Linked DNA regions of Anas platyrhynchos: all the other regions are linked to region 3. Evidence: chromatin contacts called from public Hi-C data. All regions are on one chromosome and are shown on one strand. The core of a region is the stretch at or near the end of the contact, and the rest is flanking DNA. Distances in the headings are between cores, read along the strand shown. Region 1 holds the start of NUDT5 (nudix hydrolase 5). Region 2 holds the start of CAMK1D (calcium/calmodulin dependent protein kinase ID). Region 3 holds the start of OPTN (optineurin).

The links. A called contact is a pair of places that touch in the nucleus more often than the background predicts.
Region 1: a Hi-C map of subcutaneous adipose tissue shows a contact between it and region 3, with 2.4 times the contacts expected there. The contact joins the promoter of NUDT5 here to the promoter of OPTN in region 3. A contact is called at or near these places in 5 of 8 Hi-C or Micro-C datasets (F1 follicle, liver, skeletal muscle and 1 more).
Region 2: a Hi-C map of subcutaneous adipose tissue shows a contact between it and region 3, with 2.8 times the contacts expected there. The contact joins the promoter of CAMK1D here to the promoter of OPTN in region 3. A contact is called at or near these places in 3 of 8 Hi-C or Micro-C datasets (liver, skeletal muscle and subcutaneous adipose tissue).

Annotation. Positions count from the first base shown.
Region 1 is chr1:6,660,189-6,663,054 of IASCAAS_PekinDuck_T2T, reverse strand. It overlaps NUDT5 (nudix hydrolase 5), which reads left to right and starts at 1,312. Exons shown (of 10, transcript XM_038184898.2): 1 at 1,312-1,444. It overlaps CDC123 (cell division cycle 123), which reads right to left and starts at 1,379. Exons shown (of 13, transcript XM_005018841.6): 1 at 1,150-1,379; 2 at 1-35. The coding sequence starts at 1,379.
Region 2 is chr1:6,717,312-6,720,192 of IASCAAS_PekinDuck_T2T, reverse strand. CAMK1D (calcium/calmodulin dependent protein kinase ID) reads right to left here and starts at 1,480. Exons shown (of 11, transcript XM_027460556.3): 1 at 1,096-1,480. The coding sequence starts at 1,187.
Region 3 is chr1:7,015,782-7,018,633 of IASCAAS_PekinDuck_T2T, reverse strand. It overlaps OPTN (optineurin), which reads right to left and starts at 1,509. Exons shown (of 14, transcript XM_027460521.3): 1 at 1,378-1,509; 2 at 352-531. The coding sequence starts at 517.

The DNA of each region.
Region 1 (2,866 bases), core at 63-2,562, 360 kb after region 3:
ATTCTTTCACATTATCTGGGAGGGGAAGTATAACACTGGGAAAAAAAAAAGAGAATGAGTTCAGTAATTTATTATTACTTGCTAAAATAACAAAGAGTTGAATAAAAATAATAGTTTTTAAATGGAACGTATCTCAGTATCAATGTTTTATTCTCTAACGCTATGAAAAAACACGTTTCTCTTGCTCCCCTCCCATCCTTCACAAAATGCAACTCTCTTTTTCCTTTCAGGGAAGTAAAGGAGAAAGCGACAACCATCTCAGACAAAGTGCACAGAAATACTCCACTCCTTCAAACTTTTAAAAAATTCAAAGACTGCATGTGGCCAGTGAGGAGAGGAGCAGCGTGTTGTTCAAAACAAATGTTTCCCTTCTAAAATCCAAACCAAAATTTGCCTTTATCACTTGAATGTTCAAAAAATGCGTGACTGTTGCTAAATTGACCAAAAACCTACACTGGCTAAACACTAAAGTGTGTAAAGATTAAATGTTTTGGTTACCAAATGCCTGATGTCACAGCTTTCTGACCCACCAGGGCACCTTTCTCGAGTTTGACTGCCCTGAGCTGCTGGTGGGCCTCATAACCCCTGGGTAACCTGCAGCAGCACCTCAGCAACCACAGAAGCTGCTACTTTTTCCAAAAAAATAAAAATAAACAGGAACTTGAAGTTAACCACTTGGTTTGAGGGCACTCAGCCTGTTTTTTTTGAGCAACCAAGTGGGCACAAGGTGGGACGCGGACAGCCTGGGGTCCCACCAGAGCACACTGTGGAGATCACCAGCGCTCAGCCTGCACCTCGGGCCTCCCAGAGCAGCTCCCTGGGGTGGATGTCGAAGGCTCCAGCTCCTGGGGCAGCCCCTGGAGCCTCGATGGAGCCCCCTGTGCTTCCTCCCAGCCATCGCTGCCCCACGCAGGCCCTTATTTCTCACCCAGACCAGCACCAAACACCCTTCCCCGGGTCTAACCAAGCTCTCAACCAAACCCACAGGGCCACAGCCAGCCTCGCAGACGCTCCCCCAGCCTCCAAACCCACACCACCCCTCACATCGCCCCACATATCACCCTACACATCGCCCCACATATCACCCTACACACCGCCCCACACCCCCCTCACACGCCGCCCCACAGGGGCTCCTCCGACCCCACGCACCTACGGATGGTGACGGTCCTGAACAGCGGGTACCACACGGAGAAGCGGCAGTGCGCTACCTGCTCCTTCTTCATCCTCCCCTCGGCCCGGCACGGCACGGCCCGACCCGTTTCGGCCCCTTTTCTCCCCAAAAAGCTCCCTTTCCGCCCGGAACCTCCCCTCCGTTCCCGGAGCCGCCCGGGCCGGCATCGTCGGCGCACCCGACCCGGCCCCGCCTCAGCCGCCGCCATCTCGTCAGCGCCACCCGGCCGTGGCCCTGGTTCCCCAGCTCCCCTGCTGCCGCCGGGCACAGCTCGTACGTGGGGTTTTTCTGCGGGGTCACCCGCTGGGGGCGGCGTCCAGACGCCCTTTCATCCCTTTCCTTAAGTATTTCGCCGGGAGCCGCGGATTTACCCACGGAAATGTGTGTGTTTTTTTTTTTAAGCCCTCCGGTTCTGCTCTGCCTTCGAGCCCTTCCTCGGTCCGCTCGGTGCTCTCCGTGCTCAGTTCCATGTTCCACTATTTCCTCTGATCCTTATGATTTTAATTCACCCTCCTCTGCCCCTCAGGGGAGGCTGGCAGCAACACACGGGTGCTGCTAACCCTCTTCTGCTTGCACAAAGCTGCCCTTCTCTTCCCTTTTTTCTTTTCTTCTCTTCTACGTGGCAGGAACCAGTTACTTCTCCACATTCTATTCACTTCTGAGTGAGTGGGTCGTCCATACTGCTGAAATAAGGACAAAAATGAAACGTTTTCCTTCCCTTTTCCCCTCCTCTTAACTTCTGATCAGTTGATTTTGGTGCATGAATCGTGTTGCTGAAATACAGACGAACTTCAGTGCAACCTGGTGACAAAGCGGTGAATAAAAGTCTTCCCAAACTTCAGCAATGTGTGCTTTGAGCACGTATCTTAGCACTCTGCTGGATAAATTGTGCATGAAACACCCACCAGTGCCCCTTTTGCACCTTATGTGGAAGGAATCCTGTCTCTTGTTTGAGCTTAATCTTGCCTTGGGACACTGTTGCTGAGCTTCTGTTAAATCTGGTTGGAGTCATTTGGGATGTGTAGCTTGGATCAGATAATTCCCTCTGAAAAGAGGTTTAGAAAAGCTAATCCATCTATTGTGACTTGAAGAGGTTAACTTAACACCTGGCTACTCTGTAAGCTCATTCACTGGCCCCACTTGGTCTTAGATCTTAACTTTCGGGAAGGATAATGTAGGAACTGATGTCAGAAGGTTGGATATTCCCTCCTAAGGAAACCGCTCAATAAAAGAATAAGCAATGGGCATAAAGTTATACCTTTTATACATGGTATGACTTTTTTAGGTCGGAATTTGAGCCATACATGAGGCAAATGGAACAAGTAGCACAATTTGCCAGCAGTATCCTGGGATACTAACCATGAAAGTCATCAGAGAAGGTAGAAGTGGGCCAACCTTTTTTTTTTTTTCCTATAATTTATAGTTCAAATAGTTTATATTCACACTAAGAATGCTAGTAAATGTGGACATTCTGATGTATTCTTAAAGTTCTACTAATAATTATTAAGTATTTAAATTCATGGACTTCATGTAAGTGGAAGTCACGTAATCAGGTTCCTGGCTGCTGTGCCAGCAGCTTTATGTTTTTTAACTCAAATGATCCCGTGGTAGCTGTATGAGAAAACCTTCCTGTCCAAGGGCTGTGAGACAACATCTGTTCTGAAACCTTACACAGAGCTTTACCTTGCAGCCATA
Region 2 (2,881 bases), core at 231-2,730, 300 kb after region 3:
TTTGTAGAGAGCCCTCCCTTGGAAGCAGCAAGAAACTGAAATATCACGGCCGAAACTTGTTCAGCCGTGTTTTGGAAGTGGCACGCGGAGAAAAAACGCACTGCTTGGGCTCGGCGATGCTTTGCTTCGAGATGTGCTCAAAGTTGACTTTACACCAGGAGGGGACATGGCCAGAAAGCACCTGTCCTGTCCAACCCAGCGCTCACGTCCTCGCCCACCCACACGGCAGCCCGCACCCTGCCCTTCCCCAGCAACCGCGGCTCTCTGCCTCTACAACATCCGACGAGCGAAAATTTCTCTCAACAGAAATAAAACTCCCCGCTCAGCCAAAAAAGCATCAGCCTGCACCCTGCTCCCTTCCACCATCTGCGCATGTTTATTCTGAGCCTTCCGAAAAAAAAAAAAAAAAAAAGAAGAAAAAAAAAACTCTAACGTTTTACTAATCTTTATGCCCCGCCACTATAAATAACAGAAATAAAGCCCAACAACAGTTAAGCATCGTAGCTAAAACACATCCAATCCACTCCGATTATTTCTGCTCGTCTGTCCACGAATGGATGCAGCCATCGGCTTTAGGGGACAGCACGCAAGTCAGACCGCATTTATTTACAGCTGCACCGTCAAGAAAAAGCCTTTCCCCTTCTCCCCATCCTATTAGCATTTTAAACCGTAGGGGGGGGGTCTTTCTTTCTTTCTTTTTTCTTTTTTCTTTTTTTTTCCTTTTTCTTTTTCTTTTTTTTTTCCTTTCTCTTTTTTCTTTTTCCTTTTTTTTCCCTTTTTCTTCTTTTTTCTTTTATCTTTTTATTTCTTTCTTTCTTTTTCTTTTTTTTATTTCTTTTCTCTTTTTCTTTTTTTTTTTTTTTAATTTCTTTTTAGGGGATAGCCCCAGCCGCCTGCCCCGCAGCCATCCTCACCCCTCACCTCCTACCAAACCCCCGGTACCGTTTGGTCCCGGGATTCCCAAAATCCCGGCTCGCTGCCGGCCGGGATGCTCGGAGCGACCCCGGCGGCTGCCCCCGCGCAAATCCCCCCCGCGCAAATCCCGCGCAGCCCGGGGACGGCGCCTCCCGCCCCGCTCCGCTCCCCTCCACCTACGTCCCCAGCGTCTCCTTGAACTCGAAGATCTTCTTGATGTCCTCCGCCTGCTTCTTCCAGGAGCCGCCGCCGTCCCCGTTCTCCCGGGCCATGGCCGCTCCGCGCAACCCCGCGCAGCCCCGCGGATGCCGGGCGGCACCGAGCCGCCTGCGGCTTTTGCTTTCTCTTCTGAGAAAGCAGCGGCTGCTGCTGCTGCCTCTGCCGGCTCTTGCTCTTCTTCCTCCTCCTCCTCCTCCTCCTCCTCCTCCTTCTTCTCCTCCTCCTTCTCCCCTTCCTCCTCCTCCTCCTCCTCACACTTCCTGCCCGCCGCCGCTTTTATTTCCTCCGCGCTCCGGCGGGCTCCACGAGTGCCACTTTTCCTGGGCTATTTCCTCCCAACTTTCTCTGCCCCCCCCCCCTTCCCCTCGTCCTTTCCTCCCCCCCTCGCCCCTCCCCGTGCCGCCCCCGGGGCTGCCCCGTGTCCCCCCCCACCTCCTTCAGCACCCTCAGGGACACTTCGCTCCCCCCACCCCGGGAGGAAAAGTCCCTTTTTTTTTCTTTTTTCTTTTTTTTTTTTTTTTGGAGGGAGGTCACTAATTTTTCCCCCCCTCCCTACCCCCCCGCTGTCCCCAAGTAGGGCGTGCGGGGGCCCCGTTGGATGCTCCGAGCCTCCCGGGCGCGGTGCGGCTGTGCGCGGTTGTTATGGCAATGGGAGGAGGAGGAGGAGGAGGAGGAGGAAGAAGAAGAAGAGGAGGAGGAAGAAGAGGAGGAGGAGGCAGCCCCGCCGCTGCTCTGCTGCCTGGCGCTGCCCCTCCTGACTGAATGACTGGAGATAATTCGCATTGCACCAAAACCGCGCACGTCAAACGGGAGGGGAGGGAAAGCAAAGAGAAAAAAAAAAAAAAAAAAAAAGGGAAAGCAGGGGGAAAGGAAAAATAAAAAAAAAAAAATAAAAACCACACCGCAGGCGGCAGGCCGGGGTGCTCCGGAGCTGCGCGGGGGTTGCGCGGGGGATGCGCGGGGGATGCGCGGGGTTTGCGCGGGGTTTGCGCTGGGGTTGCGGTGCCCACCGTGAGCGCAGCCGCTCCGTGGGGGCCAAAAGTGGCCCCCAGCCCCTTGCCCACCCCGCAGCAGGGATGAGGGGCAGGATGCGCCCCCGGTGACACGGCAGAAATGCGCGCTGTCCCCGTGGGTAGGTTTCCAGCCAATGTCTTGCAAATCGGTAAAGCGCAAAAAAAAAAAATAAAAATCAAAAAGTGGATTTCTCCTCCAAGTTGGGAACTAAAGAGGCAGGTGCGGACCCACGGGTGTTTTCGGGGGCGGCTCAAACCCTCGGTTATCAAATGAGGTGGCTGAAAATGAGGCGTGACACGACTAAATAGCATCGACTCATGAATGTGCGCCCAACTGCTTAAAATGCGCCGTGTCCTTTCACAAAATCCTGAAAATGCCACTCTGAAAAGGGATTTTCCATCACTGCTGAGCTCGGGAGGTTTCCCCTGCGGCTCCCACTTCCACGCGGGTTTGGTGCCTGGGGGAGCTCAGCCGGGTGGGGAGGTGTAAATTTGGGGAAAACACCGAGACAGGCCGGGGTGTTTGGGCAATGCTACCCTCTGCTGGGCACAGCCACACGGCTGAGCGTGTGCCAGCTCCTGTATTAATTAGTGCCCTCTCTAATGCAATGTTTCAGTGGCCATCCCGCTACATGGGTGGCCCAAATTGCTCGGGATTCCCTGCGATGGGTGCTTGCGTGCCATCCCAGTGTTTTCTTGGAGCAGCCAAACCTTTCCTTCTGCTGCTGTCTTAC
Region 3 (2,852 bases), core at 260-2,759:
ATGCCCAACCATTCTAAAATACAAACCAAAAAAGCTCTTAAAGGCTGATGAGCAAAACCTCCTAAAATACACAATGCTATATTGACTGTGTGTGTAGTTCTGAAGCAACTAAGTTCTGAAGCCCATAAATCGGGCTGTTCTCCCCCTAATCTTCCATACCGATTCAACTTGATGTATCCTATCAATTGGCCTTGCCACTTACAGAGTTGCTTGTACAGTGAATGCTACCCAGATAGAATATGTTATCCTGCAAGGGCAAATGAACACTGAATTCATATTCAAAGGCAAAGGAAAAAAAAATGCAGAAGGGACTCCTTTTGCATTTCCAGACAAATCTGCATTGACATTCACCTTTTAACTCATTGTTCTCAGTGATCAGTTCTTTCATCTGCTGTACCATCTCTTCAGGTGTGTATGTGCTGAGGGTGGGGGCAGCCCCACCGTCTGTCCCGTTTTCCATTTTGCTCCTGGGATGCTCTCCATTTTCTGCAGGACGGCTCTGCACCTTGCTGGACATCTCTGAAGCGACCACTACAAGGTCGGTAAAGAGAAAACTCTCATTTCTTGCCACACAGCTACTTGCAAAGAAAATACAGTGACACTTTTATTGCCTCCAGACGAGCTGCGCATCCAGTCACAGCATGCAGGGACCACCCGATCCCTCCGACCCCACTACTCCAAAACATCCACGAGTCTTTACGTCCCATTAACCCCCTCAGAGAGAGGAGTGGATGAATAAAGCTGAGACATCCACGAGCCTCTATATCCCATTTACCCCCCCCCAGAAAGAGAGGGCTGGATGAATACAGCATTTAATTCCTGAGACATCTTGGATGAATAACACTGAGATGTTGAGACGTCTCTCAGCCTAAAACCCTTCTCTGGGAGCCCCTTCCTTTGGTAACAAAACGTAAAAGGAAGCTTTAATCCTCTCCCCTGCGTACTAGGAAGCCTTTAAGGGCAGCAAAGCCGCCTTTCACCCTCTCCCCCCGTCCCTAGGGTGCACCCAGCAGCCTCCCCGGGGTTGCAGGACCCTCCCTGGGGCTGGGGGCCCCCCTTGTCCACCCACACAGCCCTACCGGGAGGCCTCGGAAAGCTCTCGGTTCCCTTTACCGCCGGGATTACATTTCCGCCGCCTCCCTGCCAGCTTTCGTTTTCTCTTGCCGTCGCAGTTCGCTTCACCGGGGGAGGCGCTGAGGCGGCCGCCTCCGCGCCCAGTCACGGCTCTCCCCTCGCCTTTGCCTTCCCCCTAGGCCCGCCCCGGAGCCGCTGAGTCACCGGCTGTGGCCGCCAGAGGCCGGCGATGGGGACAAGCGACCTCCGCGGTCCCCTCCCGGCCCCATCGCCTCAGCCGTGCCCGCCGCCGTTCCCGCTCACCCCCTTCACGCCGTGCCCATGGCGGCTCGGCTCAGCGCCGCCAGCCGCCGTCTCCGCCTTCCCCCTTCAGGGATTTCCCCAGCTCCGAGCGGCCTCTGGGCGGCACTGCCCGGCTAGGAGGGTCGGGAGAGCCTGGGTGTGTTACTGGAGGTCTCCCCGGAGCCTTCTCTTCTCCAGGCTGAGCACCCCCAGCTCCCTCAGCCTGGCTCCACAGCAGAGGGGCTCCAGCCTCTGAGCATCCTCGTGGCCTCCTCTGGACTCGCTCTGATCCATCCCTGTCCTTGTGCTGGGCCCAGAGCTGAACGCAGGCTCCAGGTGGGGGCTGAGGAGAGCAGAGCAGAGGGGGACAAGCCTCTCAGGTGCAGGACCTTGCGCTTGGCCTTGTTGAGCCTCATAATGTTCACACAGACCCACCTCTCAGGCTTCTCCAGGTTCCTTCCCTCCAGTGTGTCGACCACACCACACAGCTCAGTGTTGCCAGCAAACTTGCCGAGCATACACTCGATCCCACACTGTCCATGTCACCGCCAAAGATGTTAAACAGCACCAGTCCCAAATACCCTGCAGAAGGGAGTGTACCAAGGGCAGAGCATCCTGCTGAGCCCAGCACTGGGGCTACTGAAGAAGACAGGCTCCTCTGAGGACCTGTCCCCATCTGCCTGGGCCTCTCTTGGGTGCTGCTTCACGGGGCTCTATGTTTTTCCTGTCAGGGTAGAGGTCTCGTAGGTGGTAGAGCAGCCAAATCCCATGCAACCAAATGCTGCAAGACAGATGCAGCACACCCCACCACATCAGCCCCCCACTATGGGGCTATGGACCTCATGGACCTGCTAGGAACCATGTGTAGGGTAGGGATGGAGAAGGGAGCTCTATGTCCTTCACAGCTCCATGGCCTTGGCCCACATCAGGCAGGCTCTTTTATGTTGGATTACAGGGGCTTCCTCACGCTCTTGGTCACCATCTTCCAGCTCAGATGTCTGTGTACCCTGGGAACAATTGATCTCTCTAATAAAGACAAAAGCAAAAAAGCCATTAAATACCTCAGCCTTATCCTCATCTTTCATCACCATGTTTCCCCTCACATCCAGTGAAGGATGGAGATTCTTCTTAGTCCTCTTCCTTTTGTTGTTGATGTATTTATGAAAGCATTTTTTATTCTCTATTACTGCCCTAGCCAAACTGAGTTCCAGCTGGGCTTCTGATTTTCTCCCTAAACAACTTGACAACAGCTCTATAGTCCCGCATTGCCTGCTCCTTCCTCCAGAGTTCATAAACTTTTTTTTTTTTTTTCCGAGTTTCTGTTTAGCAAGGCTGGTCTTCTCCCCTGCCAGCTTGAGTTTCAGAGCACTGTGATGACATGCTCCTGTGCTTTCAGGATTTAATTCTTGAAGAAAGTCCGGCCTTCTTGCACTCCTTTGTCTTCCAGAACTGCCTTCCAAGGGACTCTGTCAATCAGGTCTCTAAATTAGCCCAAA